3 separate regions of the Sus scrofa genome follow, and regions 1 and 3 are each linked to region 2. A link is a contact called in public HiChIP or PLAC-seq and promoter capture Hi-C data. All regions are on one chromosome and are shown on one strand. The core of a region is the stretch at or near the end of the contact, and the rest is flanking DNA. Distances in the headings are between cores, read along the strand shown. Region 1 overlaps NFE2L2 (nuclear factor erythroid 2-related factor 2). Region 2 holds the start of HNRNPA3 (heterogeneous nuclear ribonucleoprotein A3). Region 3 holds the start of NFE2L2 (nuclear factor erythroid 2-related factor 2).

Region 1 (3,674 bases), core at 990-3,489, 140 kb after region 2:
TTTTTAGGTATATAGCACAAGATAAATGAAAATAGTATGTTCACATAAAATCTTTTATACATATGCTCATAGCATCACTATTCATAACATCTAAAAAGTAGAAACAACTCTAATACTATCAATTAATAAATCTGCCTTGTGTCATTTAAGCACCTACTTAATCATAGCTCTCCATTAATCATAGATCTTCTCAAGCCTAGATGGTCTCTTGACCCTTAGAAACTGAGCCTCCCACTTCTCACATTGATATCCCCCAAATAAAGCACTGAGATTGGTCGGCAGATTGTAAACCACTATTGGAAGGTCCTAGCACAGATTCACTCAAAGGGTCATATCTCATTCCGAAATTCAAGATGTAGTAGAAGGCTTGTCTCAAGGTGCAAATGGAATGAGAATAGTGCACTCTGTCTGGCAATCCAGAGGCCATCTCCTCTCCCTTCTCTCAGTTTAATAACCAGATATTTTCAGCTTTACCTGATTCTACTCCTATAATTAAGATCTAATAATGAAAATGAAGGTATAAGGCATGGATTTGCAGGACAGGCCTCAAATTTAACATCATTCAGATTTAATGTATCAGTAAGCACCTGGAACGTAAGAAAAAGATGTAATACATAACATCCACAAAATCACAAGGGATATACTGAAGACATGTTCCAGTGTTTACCTGCTGGGGCTTATATTCAAGGCTGAGCTATGTACCTTGACAGCCACAGTAGGATAAACATTTACAGATTCTTTCTGTGCTTAAATATGGACATTAGTAAAACAAGGAAACATGTTCTTTTTTTTTTTTTTTTTTTTTTTTGTCTTTTTAGGGCCACACCTGCAGCATATGGAGGTCCCCAGGCTAGGGGTCGAATCGGAGCTGTAAGCTGTTGGCCTACGCTCAGTTTCTAAGGGTCAATAGCAAGGCCAGAGATCGAACCTGCATCCTCATGGATACTAGTCAGATTCATTTCTGCTGAGCCACAAGGGGAACTCCAAGGAAACATATTCTATCAAATGACATAAAATGATATCAAAAATTAGGGAAAGGGGGAGTTCCTGTCGTGGCACAGTGGAAACAAATCCAACTGGGAACCATGAGGTTGTGAGTTCAATCCCCGGCCTCACTCAGTGGGTTGAGGATCGGCATTGCTGTTAGCTGTGGTGTAGTTCCTAGATGCGGCTCCAATCTGGCACTGCTGTGGCTGTGGTGTAGGCTGAAGCTATAGCTCTGATTAGACCCCTAGCCTGGGAACCTCCATATGCCACTAGTGTGGCCCTAAAAAGACAAAAAAAAAAAAAAAAAAAAAAAAAAAAAAAAAAAAAAATTAGGGAAAGGGCTTAGGCTACCAAAACTTTAGAGAAATCCAAAAAGGATTTTAAATGGATTTTTATTTTTAACCATCCTGGGACACAATTTGGACCTAAATAAATGTCAAATAAACCTAGTATAATAATTTTTGAAGATCTATTCTTCACAACAGACAAATAATACACTGCAAGAACCACGGCTGCCCCTGACATTTGTGGGGCCGAGGGAAAGTACAAATGGAGGTCTAGATCCCATATCTAACTATGTAAAAGTTACAAATAAAATGTTCTATTTTCCTAACTCGATAACCCTATCTTCCTAATGATCCGAAGAACAAGTTTTAATGTGTAATTCTTGAACTTTTTGGAGTCCTGCAATAGGACATAGAGGCATGGGGTTTGCTGGACTCCAGGCTGCAGCTGCCCCTCTTCTCTTCTCTTCCCATCCCTGGCTCTGACCAAGAAAAGCCTCTCATGCAGGAGTGTGGCTGCCCCAGACCACACATCCACACATCCCCTGGCAACCCTCATGCTGAAGAGTGGGTGTACTGTTGGCATGTCTGCCCTTGAGAGGAGAGAACCAGGAAGGAAGTGTAGGCAGGCCTGGAAATTGGGCTTGGAGCACTGGGGCTAGGAAATGCTCCGAAGTGGTCCAAGGTACTCGGAGTGTGGTCTAGAGGGAACTGATGTGAGTTCTGATGGGAGTATTCTCTTGGTCCCAGTCTTTTCATCCTGTGGTGAGGGGCACAGCCAGGGAGGGTCAGAACAGGGCCCTCTAAAAGCTGAAAGGGTATATCAGAGGAGCCCAGAGCATTCTGGAATGTGATAATTAGTCTAAGACACAGAATCCTGGCACATACCTCAGGCCTGCTTTAGCAGGAGGCAGGAGGCCAGATCAAGCTTGTCCAGACAGGGAAGAGGGATCATGCCTCACTTGCCCTGGAGGGTTCAAAGAAGCTTATCAATTCCTGGCTAAGAAAAACAGCCCAACCTGGGAGAGACTGCCCAGATCTGAATGCTGATTTAGTTAATGATTTAAAGGGGCATTCACCTTTTTATTTTATGGGGAAAATATCTAAAAGATTCGGGTGTTACTTTTATCAGGACCATTGAACTCTGTCCTCCTTGCTGTGAGCCCTACCCCTCCCTGCCCTCCACTGTTCTCAGAGCACAAGGGACCCATCAGCCTTCAAGTGTCTTCCTCTTAGCATGTTATGAGTGTTAATGATTTTAGCAATAATCCTGATTACTGCCCTCATCCCTTTGGCCATTCATGGCCTCCTGTTTTCGTATTCCCCATCCCAAATGAAATCTACCATGTATGCACTTTCTGTTTCTGCTTTAAAGCAGAAGATGTTGCTGGGGAAAATTTAGAAATCTGATCCAAACCAATGTCAGCTGACCATTCCAGCTGAGCCCTCACCACCAACAGGCAATCGCTGGATTTTTCAATCAAGATAGATGCCTTCCGGGAGTTCCCATTGCGGCTCAGCAGTAATTAAGCTGACTAGTATCCATGAGGATGTGGGTTTGATCCCTGGCCTCACTCAGTGGGTTAAGGATCTGGCATTGCAGTAAGCTGTGGTGTAGGTTGCAGATGCAGTTTGAATCCCGAGTTGCTGTGGCTGAGGTGTAGGCCAGCAGCTGTAGCTCCAATTTGATCCCTAGCCTGGGAATTTCCACATGCCATGGGTGCGTCCCTAAAAAGACCAAAAAAAAAAAAAAAAAAAAAAAAAAAAAAAGATAGATACCTTCCCCCCTCCTTTTCTACATCTTTCCTACTGCCCTCAAGCTACAATGGCACCTCCTGCACGTTGTTCTCATCTTGTAGGATGGAAGAGATCAAGACTCCATAACTTGAGCCTCCTCTTTCTGCGTATTCTCTGCCAAGAAATATTTACACAAGATAATTCCTTTTCTCCTTCCCTCTCATTTCAGAGGGAGAAGGGGACCCTCTCCTTTCTAGGTCTGTTTTCCTCTTAAGTCCTGGAGTCCGTGGATTCCTACTCTCTGCAAACCTACACATGGTTCCCTCTCTATTCTATATCTTCTGTTTCTTAGCATGCTAGTTTTCTTACTTACTCTTCACCATTTCAAAATCTCCTATTTCTTGGCCTCTCTTCTACTCCTCCTCCCAATCTATCAGTGCCTTCCTGGCTCGTTTCTATCACTGTTGAGCCTAGTGCCATTGCCTATCACTTCGAACATTTTTTTTTCATTGCACTGTCAATTTCCTTGGTGCTTGGTCCTTCTGTCCCATCTCCCAGCAAATTACAAGTCTTGGATCAATTGACCACCAATTTTTTCAGCTCTTACCATTAATACCCCACGTTATTAAAGAAAATCACACAATTACGTGGACTAGTGCCAATAGC
Region 2 (3,722 bases), core at 42-2,541:
ATACGGATCCACAAATTATTTACAGCTGTCATGGGTGTCGGAGATGACCAAATCTCGAAAAGACCCTAAAACTAAAGCTTAGCATGTAAATCAACTATACTTTAATTAAAAAAAAAAAAAAAAAAGCTTAGTAAGTTCAAATGACTTAAAGTTACTAGGTAGGGAGTTTACGTCTTGGCTCAGTAGTTAACAAACCCTACTAGTTGTGGGCTCGATCCCTGGCTTCGCTTAGTGGGTTAAAAATCTGGATTGCCATGAACTGTGGTGTAGGTCGCAGATGCGGCTTGGATCCTGCCTTTCTGGGGCTGTGGTGTAGGCGGGCAAGTGCAGCTCCAATTCGATCCCTAGCCTGGGAGCCTTCATGTGCTGCGGCCCTAAAAAGACAAAAGACAAAAAAATAATAAATAAATCTATTTCTAAAAAAAAATTACTAGGTAGGCTGAGATTAGCTCCATAGTATTTAACTCCTTAATTGATCTTCTACGTTATACTTCACAAATAAAAATAAGATAGAAATCACTCGCAAATAGGAAGCATATCTGGTGATCCTACTTTTCATCAATCTTGTAAATCATTCCTTAAATCCTGTCTGTGAGAACAGTTGCTCAGTTCTTTCCACAGTAACTAGAAGTGTCAGAAAATAGTGCCAACAGATTTCTTAAGATCAGTGTGTACCTAATTAACTGACCTCGAACGCTCCTGCCTCAGCTGTTAAGGATGAAATTTCAGTGTCAGCCGCGCGTTTTAAGGTCTTTCCAAGGTGCTCAAGATACACACAATCGGTGTCACAGGAATTTTCAGTGCGCGCCCTCACAGTGGGCATCGCAGTCAGACACACACCAGTTTCTGGCATTTTGAAACCCGCGAGAAGACACCGAGGGGGCTTTCTTGCAACCATAAAGTACAAGAGAAAAGTGTGGTTTTATTCACGCACGGGAATGAAATGAATTTGGTAATGGAAAGCTAGAGGCCCACGTGGGGGAGGGGAAAAGGAGCGCAAGAAGAAAGGGAAACAAGCCTTTTTCTCCGGTGACGCGCGGTCACGAGGCGTTCCCCCGACGTGGGCGCTGGCCATTGGCCGAAACCCAGACGACGTCCTCGCAGCCACCCAGGCGCGAACGGCGGCTAGGGCGGCGTCGCACTGGAAGTTGGCTGAGCGCGCGCGCTCCCGGGGCCTGCCACGCCCCCACCCTCTGCCCGCCAACCCGCTCATCCAGTCCCTCTTCGCGCCCAGTTGGCCACGCCCTGCACCTATTCGCCCCTCCCCCCACTAGGCCGGCGGCGCGCGGAAGGCGCGTCACGTGGTCACTGGCCCCGCCTCTTCCTCTCGGTCCCATATTGAACTCGAGTTGGAAGAGGCGAGTCCGGTCTCAAAATGGAGGTAAAACCGCCGCCCGGTCGCCCCCAGCCCGACTCCGGCCGTCGCCGCCGCCGCCGGGGGGAGGAGGTATTAGGGGGAGAGTGGGGGGTTGATGGGTAATGGCCAGCATGAAGGGCCTGGCTCGGTGGGAGCGGGGAGGCCGGGCGGACCGGGAGGCTGTCCCGCGCTCTGCGTTGAGACGGGCGGTGGTGGGGGGAGGGGAACGGGCTTCAGAGGTTTTTTCGGGGCTTCTTGCCCGCCATGCGTCTCCTTCGTCTGCACAGGTGGTCTTTTGCTGCGAGGCGTGGCTGGGGAGACCTCGGGAGGGAAGTTGGTCCGCCGGCCGCGCGGCCTCGCATCCAAGGCCGAGGACGGCATGGCGGGCCTCGGCGGGAGCGGTTGGGAGGAGGCGGTGGGGGAGGGGAGGGGACGAGCAGGCACATCCGGGCGAGCTAGCAGGCGGGCGGCGGCCACACTGACATTGATCCGCTGCCGCGTTACGAAATGGCGCATTGGCACGCAATGGCCGCCGCCTGGCTCCGCCGCCGGGAGAACGTGGGATTGGAAGGGAGAGGAAGGAGGCGGCCCAGCAGAAAATGCCGCAAATGGCCTCGAAGCTTGGGGCCTAGTGCTTTCAAGGATGTTCTCCCGGTGCCTTAGGCCTTACATACCTCTCTCAGGAGAAGAGATTCTCTCGGCTGTGTTCTTCGCAACACTCAGTTGAAAATAATTTTTTTGTTTAGTTTGCTGCTTTAAAATACTTTTTGGTCTGCCATTTTTGCTGAACTACTTAGAATTATACGCAGATTTGCACCATGTGGGTTAAATACTGCATCTTAGAATTTGCATGTAGATGTAAAGTAGGAAATTAAAAACTTTTTGATACTCATGTTTTCTTTTTTCTGACGGGTTGGCTCACGTTGTAGTTTCTTGGGTATTTGTTTTAGAGGACTGCAGCTAGAGTCGAATTTTTTCTTTTACTTGAGATAATTTTCCTGTTACAGTTTCCGTCAACTTTGTGTAACGTCAAGTACATTTAATCAGAACTTGGAAAGTGAGACTAAGTGAAGTAGTACTTTAGGCTATTAATCATTTAACTTTCCTAGCATGTCATAGTCTCTTCATATTAGATGCTTAATGTCTCTACTTTTAGAAGACACAGGAAGACCTTAGAATGTAAATGTGAACTCTTTTTAAGGACTTTGGATGCATATAAAGTGGCAGATCTTGTTTGTTAAATTGTGAAACGGTCAGGCCGTGTCTTAATTTTTTAGATTTCAATTTGTTTTATTGTGCTCCATTCCTGTCAAATAATATACTTAACACAAATCCTTTTTTGTGATCAAATAAAATGTTGTTATTGACATTTTTGGTGTTGTACAGCTGTGAATAGGAACTGTTTACAGTATATTAGTTGTAACAAATCGATTACAAGAAGGTATCAAGCAAGATACGTGGTGGATTTTTTCATGTCTTTTTAGGAGTACTTATTTTAACATCTTTATTTGCTTGTAAGTGGTAAATTTCTCTAAATTTGGCATTCATAATGCAGGTTGTACTTCAGAGTTTTGTGGTTTAAAATTAAATGCTTGTTAGGGTGTAGACACAGGGGAAGACATAAAAAGAAATGGCATAGATGTATCACTGCATTTACAACACTTTGGTTTCTTAGGAAATGGTTTCTCAGTAGCAACTTCTAAAATAATTTGTCCCCAGACACTTGTAAATTGTAGTTCAAAATTACGGGACTTTTGATTGTGGAATTCTGTTGAGTTTCAAGTTTAGTTTTTAAGTGATGCTGGCATTTCAAAGTCTGGTTATAGGTTTTCTTGGTACTTTGGTCCCTTTAATCGCTGAATGTGTATGATCTTATTCCAATTTTTAACTGGACAAAGTGTTAACAGTACAAGGATTTGATGTTAAGTTTATTTGTAGCAGATTAAAAGGCTTGTGCATTTTTCTTAGCATTTGCCTACTAAACGAACTTATTAAAATGTATTGATTTGTTTATTCAGGGCCATGATCCAAAGGAACCAGAGCAATTGAGAAAACTGTTTATTGGTGGTCTGAGCTTTGAAACTACAGATGATAGTTTAAGAGAACATTTTGAGAAATGGGGCACACTTACAGATTGTGTGGTAAGTTATTAAAGGAACAAAAAAGGTTCTTAAAAAGGGTTAGAGCACCTGTGGAGGTGTTTCAGTGCTTTAAAATTTTTGTTTTCTAGGTGATGAGAGACCCCCAAACGAAACGTTCCAGGGGATTTGGTTTTGTGACTTACTCTTGTGTTGAAGAGGTGGATGCAGCAATGTGTGCTCGACCACACAAGGTTGATGGACGTGTAGTGGAACCAAAGAGAGCT
Region 3 (3,654 bases), core at 1,018-3,517, 190 kb after region 2:
CATCACTAATCAGCTTGGAAGATAAGTAACAAAGTCAGTGTAATAAAGAAATTCAGTGCATGTTTCAGGAGTTAATCTCACTTTTTTTGTTGACTCATATTAGAAGAGATGCTGTAAATGCAAATAAAGACTACTTCGTTTAAATTTTACATGTCATGGGTTCACCCTTTGATTATGTGCATGTGGTCTGCCCTTCATAGGGACCAGTTGTTAAGGGCCAATGTTCCAGAACTCAGAAGAAACAGGTTCGTGGAGACGGTCCTCCTGAATGTGATATTCCCTGAGGTTTTGCTTTTGGTGGGAATTATAAGTATCTCAATGGACCAGGCTTTGTGTGAAACATTCATTCTTCTTAGGTAGCATGAAATAAGCATCAGGTCACTCTGTTTGGGCTTTGCTCTTCTAAGGAGAGGGGTTAGGAAACCCTTCACCAAGGTCACCTACCTCATACTTAATCTGCCCAATAATCACACACGTTTTTTCCCCACATATATCCTAACTAGTTAAATATACTATGCAGATTAAGCATACTTTTGCATCTCACTGCACTTGAATTATTTACATAATGGGCTCTCAACAAGTGTTTCTACTACATCTATGTTTCATTACTGTACACATATTTGAAATAATATATAGTCCATAGTTTTTCCACTGACAAATAATTTTGGTTTACATCAAGTTTTCCATCACGCAGGAGAAAAGGCTTTTCGTTATTTTGTTGATGTTGTCAAAATTTATAAATTTTGTCTCCTCTGAGATGACAAAAAGCATGTCCAACCTCGAATTGAGAAAGACAGTGGAAGTCAGTTAACTACATTTACATTTAAAGCATGCCAGCAGTATTAGACTGAGCTCTCTCGCAGTCAAGCAAAAATTAATAGACCTGTCTCATTCCAAAAAGATTGAGGAAGTTGTTGCTTATACAGCATTTTGGCAAAAAAAAAATCTATGAATTTTACAACATGCTAGTTGGTATTTTAATGATAGTCTAGAAACATCTAGAAACGTTGTGAGAAGTTCAAAGACTAGAGCTGATGAACTCTCAAACTTGAGGAGGCTTTCTCCTTGAGGAGGTTTTCTCCTGCCCCCCTTTTCCCCCATTCCTCCTCTATTTGAAACAGCCAATGGTTATTAGAAGCTGCACCTAAATAGGAGTGGGCTCAATGATTCTGTAGCTAGACTAGATATTTAATGCTTAACCATCTCTTAAGGTCTGGAGATCAGGCATAAAAATCAAGTCCTCCTCACTGTTGCCTGAATTTTCTCAGAAGTACTGAATAGTTCTTTTGTATAAGTCAAATAACACCTGGAAACAGAGACTGTGTTAGCAAGAAGGTGGCTATTCAGAAAGGAGGTGACTTCATTGGGTTTAGAATGCTTATGATGACCCTTTCCTTTCCCTTACCATTTCCAAGACTTATCTCTGAACTTTACATCTGATGACTGAGGTCTGCAAGGTGGCTTATAAAATCCTAACTGATCAACTGGCTGAAAATCATTGGGGAGCACTATCCTACTGACATGCTCCTAATTTCACCAAGTGTTACACTCCAGAAATGAAGTCAATTTGTAGATAAATGAAAAGTCTTAAGAACAGCTATTGGGTAATTTTATCCATTGCAACAGAAAACTTTCCCTGCCATTAGAGAAAGGAAGGGCTAAGCATGAAGTAACAAGGGAAAGGGAACCTCAGTTGCAGCTAAGTATTGGCATTTACCAGCTGCATGCTCTCAGGCAACGTAGTGTCTCTGAGTCTTAGGTTTTTCATCTGTAAAATGGAGATTATTTAATTGAGATCTAGAAATAAGCACAGCGCCAGGCACGAAGTAGGCCATGAGAAATAATAGTTATTTGTTCTAATAGTTACAGACAATGTGTCAGTTTTGAGTTACTTTAGTGACCCCGCAGGGAGGATGAGCAGAGGTGGAGCAGCAGGGAAGGACAGAGTAAGTTTGTCAGGTTCTTGGCACAGTCTGGATCTCCAGCTCCAAGGCGTCTGCTCCCGAAAGTACTCCAGAGGCTCAGGCCACGCCCTAGGACATCACTCAGGGCACTAGGACACCTCAGGGTCGCCTGCGGTTTCTCTCCAGATCTAGCTCGACCCTGGCCAGGCCAATTCCAGGGTAGCTCAAACTCACCTGCTTGACAGGTGCCGGCGGTCTGGGGCGTGACCGCGAGGGCGCGCGGGCAGGCGTGGTGGGCGGGAGCTGAGAATATGAAGCTCCAGGCGCATGGCACCCGCCGCCCAGTCGCCGCGGTGGCTGCCGGGATGCGCCGCAGCGAATGGTCGCGTCGGGCGCCGCTCTGAGTGACCTTTCACCCGCGCCCAGCGGTCCCGGGCGGCGGCACAAGGCGGAAGCCATGGCGGAGGCGGCGGCTGCAGCGGGCGGGACGGGCGCGGGCGCGGGCTCCGGCTCCGCAGCGGACCGGGATCGGGACCCGGAGCGGGACGGCGCGGGGCGGAGGCTGCGGGTTTTGTCGGGTCATCTGCTGGGCCGGCCCCAGGAGGCTCTGAGTACCAATGAGTGCAAAGCGCGGAGAGCCGCTGCGGCGGCCACGGCGGCGCCCGCAGCCACTCCCGCCGCACAGGAGTCGGGCATCATCCCCAAGAAGCGGTGAGTAGCGGTTCTGTGGAGCGAGCTGGCAGTAAGGGACCAGGCCGGGCCTGTGCTGCGGGAGGGCACAGGCAAGGTGGAAAGGGAGGTGACACGGGTGGGCAGAAGGCAGCTCTGTTCCTGAAAGTGCACACCCATTTCTTTTTCGAGAAAGAGTGGTTGAGACCCTGACTCTGACTGTAAGGGGGCGGGATGAAATGGTGGATTTTGGCCACTACTTGAGGGTAATAGATCTGAAGAACTATTATCGGGAAAGGCTTTAAGGGAACCTTTTTTCTTGAATTCGTAATGCCAGAAATTCATTCTCTGTTTTGAATTATTACTTTGGAGGCTAAGGTCTTGGAGTAAATAGAAGGGGTTCAATTATGATTCTCCAAGGAAATTTAAGTTTGTGCCAAATGATGGATCTTTTCTGATTCGCATAAGCCTGGGTGCGTGTGGGGAGAAGTGATGGTTCCTGGAAGAAGATGTTGCTTCGTAGTTTTCCTCTTGCTTAGGGGTTTGATCTTTGACTTTGAGGAAGGAAATCGAGGGATGGATAAGAAGCAATAAACAGCAGACACAAGTTAGTGATTTAGGGTGTGGTGGTAGTTATTGAGATCTGGTGTAATCAGAAGCTGAAAGATCCTTGTCTGTGAATGAGGTTGTCTTAACGAGTTTTTTGGAGAAATATAAAGCTTAGAAGGAAGCTACTAGGGAAAGCTATTTTGTGAGATGTGGCTTTGTCAGCATGGATAAACTTTGAAAGTGAAAAAAGTTGTTAATGTTTAATTTCTAGTCTCAATGTGCCAGAGATTGATAAATCTACGATTTCTTTTATTTTTCTCCAAACTCTGAGGTAGGTACAGTTATTGCTCATTTTACCTATGAAATAAACCAAGATTTAGAAGCCTCCATAGGCACATGTGGCAGCTTAGATTTTGAAAGCATGTCAAATTAACTTTAGGGCCAAGTTCTTAAACCCTACGGCTTCTTATAAATTCATTCATTAATTCAGCATTCATAAGTCCTTCCTCTACTACATACTCACTATTACTAG

What was found. Promoter capture Hi-C pulls out the DNA fragments that hold promoters and counts their contacts. HiChIP or PLAC-seq counts read pairs in DNA pulled down with a chosen protein or histone mark.
Region 1: a promoter capture Hi-C map of liver shows a contact between it and region 2, with 6 times the contacts expected there. The contact joins the enhancer-like site here to the promoter of HNRNPA3 in region 2. A contact is called at or near these places in 2 of 5 promoter capture datasets (both in liver), 3 of 47 Hi-C or Micro-C datasets (embryonic fibroblasts, epiblast stem cells and liver) and 2 of 2 datasets of contacts at active chromatin or transcription factors (alveolar macrophages and skeletal muscle).
Region 3: a contact with region 2 is called in an H3K27ac HiChIP or PLAC-seq map of alveolar macrophages. The contact joins the promoter of NFE2L2 here to the promoter of HNRNPA3 in region 2. A contact is called at or near these places in 1 of 5 promoter capture datasets (fetal liver), 2 of 47 Hi-C or Micro-C datasets (heart right ventricle and skeletal muscle) and 2 of 2 datasets of contacts at active chromatin or transcription factors (alveolar macrophages and skeletal muscle).

The regions. Positions count from the first base shown.
Region 1 is chr15:83,099,807-83,103,480 of Sscrofa11.1, forward strand. All of the region lies in intron 2 of NFE2L2 (nuclear factor erythroid 2-related factor 2), which reads right to left. Among named protein-coding and RNA genes, the nearest start is that of AGPS, 44 kb to the right of the region's middle. Within about 2 kb of position 2,240, at least 14 of the 83 cell types and tissues checked have an H3K27ac peak or open chromatin away from gene starts, as enhancers often do. A contact at or near this core is called in alveolar macrophages and liver, where this site is marked.
Region 2 is chr15:82,957,038-82,960,759 of Sscrofa11.1, forward strand. HNRNPA3 (heterogeneous nuclear ribonucleoprotein A3) reads left to right here and starts at 1,292. Exons shown (of 10, transcript XM_021075138.1): 1 at 1,292-1,447; 2 at 3,376-3,498; 3 at 3,588-3,722. The coding sequence starts at 1,376. LOC110256983 (a long non-coding RNA gene) reads right to left here and starts at 1,200. Exons shown (of 4, transcript XR_002339079.1): 1 at 689-1,200.
Region 3 is chr15:83,143,918-83,147,571 of Sscrofa11.1, forward strand. It overlaps NFE2L2 (nuclear factor erythroid 2-related factor 2), which reads right to left and starts at 2,268. Exons shown (of 7, transcript XM_021075131.1): 1 at 2,139-2,268. It overlaps AGPS (alkyldihydroxyacetonephosphate synthase, peroxisomal), which reads left to right and starts at 2,146. Exons shown (of 20, transcript XM_021075128.1): 1 at 2,146-2,615. The coding sequence starts at 2,284.